Linked DNA regions of Xenopus laevis: region 2 is linked to region 1. A link is a contact called in public Hi-C data. All regions are on one chromosome and are shown on one strand. Each heading gives the region's core, a stretch centred on a gene start, on an enhancer-like site or on the middle of the called end of the contact. The rest is flanking DNA. Distances are from core to core; before and after follow the strand shown. Region 1 holds the start of homer3.L (homer scaffold protein 3 L homeolog). Region 2 has its middle 18 kb from the start of ddx49.L.

Evidence for each region. A called contact is a pair of places that touch in the nucleus more often than the background predicts.
Region 2: a contact with region 1 is called in a Hi-C map of animal cap, with 4 times the contacts expected there. The contact joins the enhancer-like site here to the promoter of homer3.L in region 1. A contact is called at or near these places in 3 of 4 Hi-C or Micro-C datasets (the XL177 cell line, the XTC cell line and animal cap).

What each region holds. Positions count from the first base shown.
Region 1 is chr1L:124,404,031-124,407,031 of Xenopus_laevis_v10.1, reverse strand. It overlaps homer3.L (homer scaffold protein 3 L homeolog), which reads right to left and starts at 1,690. Exons shown (of 10, transcript NM_001087155.1): 1 at 1,637-1,690.
Region 2 is chr1L:124,479,050-124,482,107 of Xenopus_laevis_v10.1, reverse strand. No RefSeq gene overlaps it. Among protein-coding and RNA genes, the nearest start is that of ddx49.L, 18 kb to the left of the region's middle. Within about 2 kb of position 1,512, at least 1 of the 7 cell types and tissues checked has an H3K27ac peak or open chromatin away from gene starts, as enhancers often do. A contact at or near this core is called in animal cap, where this site is marked.

The sequences.
Region 1 (3,001 bases), core at 441-2,940:
CTTCAGTTCCTATAGCCTCGCAGCCTACACTTAAGATTTGTGGTTGAGTAACGGGGATCTGGTAGAACCTATATGCTACAACCGGTTTACAGCAGAAGAGCATGGATCTGGTAAGGTGAAGGTGCCACCCTGGAGAAGAACTTGCCTATGAGCTCTGTGCTAGGTGCAGTGTGGCTCCATCAGGCACAAGGCCCTATTCCCATAGGCTCCATTGTGGCCTATGCCCCCCAACTTGTGCGTCTTAATAAGACACACATTAGGGAATGGGCAGGGGTGGAAGGGGAGACCCTTCCGTGCCACCCCTACCTGTACCTCATGAATATAGCACTACCAAATGCAGACGACAATGTATACATTTGAAGTGCAAAATGTATACCATTTTGAAGTGCAAAGACCTATGGCAATTTTTCTAAGGGCAGGGTGCAATGTGCAAAGAAACATGGTGGATTGCCCCCTACCCCACATTTAATACATAACACTTTAGTTCTCTTTTTTCATCCAGTGCTGGACTAATTCCACCATTTAAGCATTTCTCAAAGGAAATGCAGACTTCAGGGTTTTTTTTTTTTTTTTTTGAGAGCATCTGCATTTTACTTTACAGATCACTCACCAAATGTTCTCAACACACCTGCCTATCATTAATCATATAGCAGGACAAACAGTGCTCATAAAAATGCAGGCAATCCATAGAGGAGGAAGCGTAACTCTTATGTCTTGTACTTTTGTCTTGTGCACTGTCAAAGGGGCTAGCGTTCAGCAGAGGCAACCAAGGAGAGTGTGACATTTGCTTTATGCTTGTTGACTCCACATGTCAGAGCATTTTACCCTCACTGGAATACGCTTCAAACTTGTACTTTTTTTTTTTTAGTACCGTACTGGTGAGAAACTCCGCTTTTCTTTCTAGCGCCAGCTAAATACTAGGATGGGATCACAGAGAAAGATGAAAATTTTAAAACCCCCCCCATACTGATGTGAAAAGAGAGAGAGAGAACTCTGTGCTCAAAATTATATGTTTCTGTACAGCGCTGTAGCATAAATTACACACCAAAAAAAGAAAGTCTCAGCATGACTGCACGTTGGGCTAGAAAGATTCTGTGACATGCACACAACCACTTGCTATTACAACAGGACTACAGAAGTGCTTAATACTTAGCCACACAACACAGAAAGTCTGCTTATAGCCATCAGACGGAAGGATGATTGACATACACATAGATTGGCACAGCTGGCAGTATATCATATGCTGCACTCAGCTCTGTCATGCTAGTCGCTAATTGGCTTTTTCCACTAACAGGAAAATCCTTCTTTGGTTTTAACAGCTGCTCTGAAAGAAAGGCGCCTGCAAATAAATGTACTGTCAGGACCGGCTCAGGGACCAAGGAGTTAAGAAGCCTCTCAGATGAAATACAGGAGAATGACACAGAACATATATGAAGCACTATGAGTATGACCATACCATTTCTAATGAATACCTATATACGCACAGATATATGAATAGGCACACACGTGTTTATAAGGTAAAACAGGGATTCATCCCTAAATGATGCTTACATGTGGCATATAACAGCACAGACTATTGATAAATCAGCATTGCTCATGTGTTGCATGTAGTCGAGTCTGAGAGCTAATTACTCACCCACACTCCTTTCCCATGTGAGTTTCCTGTGGCCCCTGTGTCACTTTGCACCGTGTCCCTGTTCCCTGTGTCAGGCCGGATGCTCTTAAATTTCCTGTGAATTTCCCACTTCCCAGTCCGTTATTTGCTCCTGCCGCCCCTTCTCGCCTCTTCCTCTCTCTCTTTCTCTCTCTCCCAGACACAAAGAGCTGAGCGTGCAGGACGGAGCAGACACGGGAGCAGCTTCTCTCTGTCTCTCTCGCTGGCTCCAGTTGAAGGGCAACTTTCAGTCACTTTCCAGTAGCTCTGCCGGTCTCATCCCCGCTATGTACGAACCTTCCCTTAGCCCCCCCTGCCCCCAGCATGTAGCCACAATAACCCTGTGTGTACCACACTCCCAGAATGCTTAGCAACCGCTCCCAGTCCCCTTGCAGAACACCCTCTATAGCTTGTTCTCCTTTTGTTCTAAGCTGATTTGTTCTCCTTCCTCCCCACTGCCCCATCCCATTACATTTTTCCTATTTTTTCTCTCTCTTCACTTTATTTCCAGACAGTTTGCAGACTCAATGGCTCCCCCTGCCGATGGTCACTTTGTTAACTTTACTGGCTCTTGAAAAGAAACAGTTTTGTCCATGCTTTGGAGAATGTTTAGTGTGACAAATGCTGAGCTAGAAAAGGACATGTGGTTTGGCTACTGGAATGTGCTTGCGCCTTTTTTTTTCATAATTCCCCCATACTTTCCCCCATTTTCAGTATTAAAAGACAGGGAAAGGCACTGGACAGTACCCCCCCCACTATTGTATAGTGGACATACCAGTTTATCCAGTGTGGGACTGGGATGTCGGGCTCACCAGAAAACCTTAGACTGCGGGCCCACTTTCCAAACTATTATTCCTTCTCTCAACCTCTTTATTCTCCTAGTCTTTTATCTCTACATACTATACTCTATTCTTCCATAATTAAGCCCCTTAAAGAAATAGGGAATGACCATGAAATAGGCAAAATGGTTAGAAGCAAGAGGACCCACTGACACCTGGGCCCATTGGGAGTTTTCCTGTATCCCAGTGGGCCAGTCTGACACTGGGTTTATCCCAGGGGGTCTGGCAAAATCTGTCCCGCTACAAAAACAAAGTATTGTTGGTCTGGGAAGTGGAGGTTGTTGTTGTGGTTGCAGCAGAGGCATATTCTTTAGAGACAATGGGAGCATCTTGGGTGTGGCAGGGCAGCCCACCTTGGCACCAGGTCCAGACTGGGAATCAAAATAGGCCCTGGCATTCCAAGTACACAAAGGCACAAGCAGCCTCCCACCAGCCCAACTCTATGGGAACTTACAAAAGCCCCTCTGGCATTTGCCAGAACCCACAGATTGCCAGTCCAGGCCTGCTT
Region 2 (3,058 bases), core at 263-2,762, 75 kb before region 1:
GGAAAGCAGACAGTTCCACAATCCATCACATTGCACTAGGCCAAGTCTAGCACATGTCCTGTCCTTCACAGACATCGAACATCCAACCATATGATATGCCCTGCAAGACCACACATCTCATGCTGTGCATCAATTAGGAATATACGAATATTCTGTTTCCTTGGTGAGTCTAGTATCCTAAGCCACAGGCCACTTCACTGCTTACATTTATCTTTGTCAACAGCAAGTAAGCAGGCAGTCGGGTAGCTCTCCAGGTGAGAAGGAGTAGCAACAATGTACATTCACACCACTGATTTTTGCCAACAGGAAGGTAAGACAGGCAAAGCCAAGGTGGTGGCCTTGAAGTATTAGGAATGGTTGTGAAAGGAGGTCTGCATGCCTTTATTTTAATGAATTGGGAAAAATTCTAGTGGCTTACTGAATTTTTATAGGCAGAAGAAGTAGGCACAATGTCTGTTACTGTTTGCTACAGACTCAAGGGGCTCATTTATCAGCAAATTTGCACCTTGGCAGTACCCTATGGCAACCAGTCAAATGTATTCCTCTACCTGTAGCTAGCTGAAAAAAAAACATAATCCGTGCTTACTACCTAGTTGCAAATATGCCCAATATCACCCACATATCAATTCCTTCATGGTGATATGATTGCCAGATGCTTCAGTCCCACAAATGAAGGTAACCGTCATACTCCTGGCAGGGCGACAGATCCGCAAATGTAAAGTGAGCAAAGTGTTATTTATAGCTTTTATCTGATTGGCCCAGAGATGGCTAGTTTGCATAGCAATACATGATATTCTACTGGAATATTTTTTCCCACTATCTAGCAAGTAGAAAATTACAAAACATGATTCTTAAGATTCCCGTTAATCCATTGTCAGAGATAGAAACCATTTTAGTATTTTACAATTCACCATTCCTTATGAGCAAGTACATCTTCACTCCTTATATTTAGGGGCAGTTTTATTAATGTTTGAGTTGTTTTTTCCATGAATATTTGAGTTTTGGTGTATAATCAATACTTCCACCATCCACTTTTTTATATATTAGTATAGGAATTTATTTAATCCAGAGAAAGGCAACAGCAACTTGACATTAAAAAAAAATCCCAGAGGTATTGCTCAACACCAGGTGCTGAACAGTCGAATCCTAGGACTGTGCAGCTTTGTTATTAGGGGTAAACACTATCCTGTGCTGTCAGATGTGACCTTGACTGGCAGGGTATGTGCTAGGGTACTAACCCCTACGTTACTCCTTGTTGGGGCACCAGATTGCCCTTCCTACCTGGTCTTAATTCCCTTTTTACTGCTGCAGTGAGCTATAATATAAACTTTTTTCACTAGCTAGACCGGGCACTTAGTTCTGAGACCCAGGTTCCAGGCATTCTGCACAGATAGCAACTTTCTGCCCAGAGATGAACCTCCATATATTACCTTCTGATCCCTTGCAGGGAGTCCTGCTTTAAAGCCTCTTCTTGTGGCAGTGGTGAAAGTAGATGAGCACAGGTCTGGGTGCAAAACTGGAGGGGGCAGGGCCAGGTACAGTCACACCGGCTGCTCTCCAGGTAGTCTAGTTGTGGCCAAACCTATACACAATACCTTATACAATTGTTTTCACTATGACAAGCCTTTTATAATGGTGATAAACTGCACATTTTGTAGTATGGTATGTATTCTTGCATTGTTTTGCACCCCTCTAATGTAGGCTTATTTGTTCCTTGAGATAGTGTTTTATTAGCAAATGATGGTATTTTGTGTCAGGGGGGTTTATAGGTTTCTTTTATTATAATATATGTTAATAGCAAGGTAACCTGTGCTACACTGAATTGATTGTCTAACCACCACTAACAAGAGTCAATGTAAACAGAGCGAAGGGGGGGGGGGAATAAACACTTCCCACTATAGGTTGCATGTAGTTATTTACTTTATGGGTATCTCATTTACTTGTATGATCGGCCCATGGCCCGAGGGAAACTCTTATGATTGGCTCACATATTTTCAATTGTTGGCTATGTAAGGAAAACCAAAGGAAAGCTGCTACTGTTCTAGGGTGTGGTCTGAATGTTTATATAGTGAATAAAGTACCCCCTATTGTACTATATAAGCATTTTATGTCACGGAGGAGTTTCATGACCAAATAAAAGCACAAGACCAAAGGCCAAGTTCTTTTATAAAGGTCATGGAAGTCTGAGATGACTATTAATATCCTCATATTTTTCAACAGGGGGTACATTATTTATTTGTATTTGACATTACATCACTATGCACCAATTATGATTTATGACGTCACTTAGGTCCATTTATAAGGATATCATTTAGAGGATATTCATGGCTCTTGTGCATTATAATTTAATAACTATGTCCTCCATTTAGGATAACATTAAAGGGTGACCATTTTAAATGAAGGGTCATACTTAAATATAAGTGTGTATATCTATGATATGAGAGCAGGTCTGCAATGGATATTTTCCTATTTGTACAATGCAATAATATTGTCGACGTGTCTTTACATTGTCGACGTGTCTTTACACAGACTAGACTGAAAAATACATCTCAAAATCAAGAATAAACATAAAAAATTTACAATATATATTTTAATTTTAAAATTAGCTTATTGGTTAGACTAAGCGACAGCTACACCTTGTGGGAAGTTGCCAGGTGGCTAAAATGTATAAATAGGCCCCAGGCCCCGGTCATTAGTGTATTTTTACTGTTACTATTAATAGAGCATAGTTACAATTCCCTAGGAATTTTTTTCCAGCTGGGAAGCTCTCTGCTCTTCTAATTTAGCAAGTCACCTTGTTTTGTTGGAGAGAGTTTGGGAGAGGCTGTATCCTATTTTTACAAGAAATAACTGCTTTTATTCCTGTTTTCTAACATCTGTGCAGCAGTCTGATGTAGACTCAGGAGAGAGAAGTAAACCTTTGAAATAAGCGAATGTAAAATTGATGATGGTGCAATTCTAAGCACTTTTGCAATGTATATTGATCTTTATTTTTTATTCCAAGACATTAAGGGATACATGCACTGTTAACCTGAATGAATTTTGTTACAACAGCGCC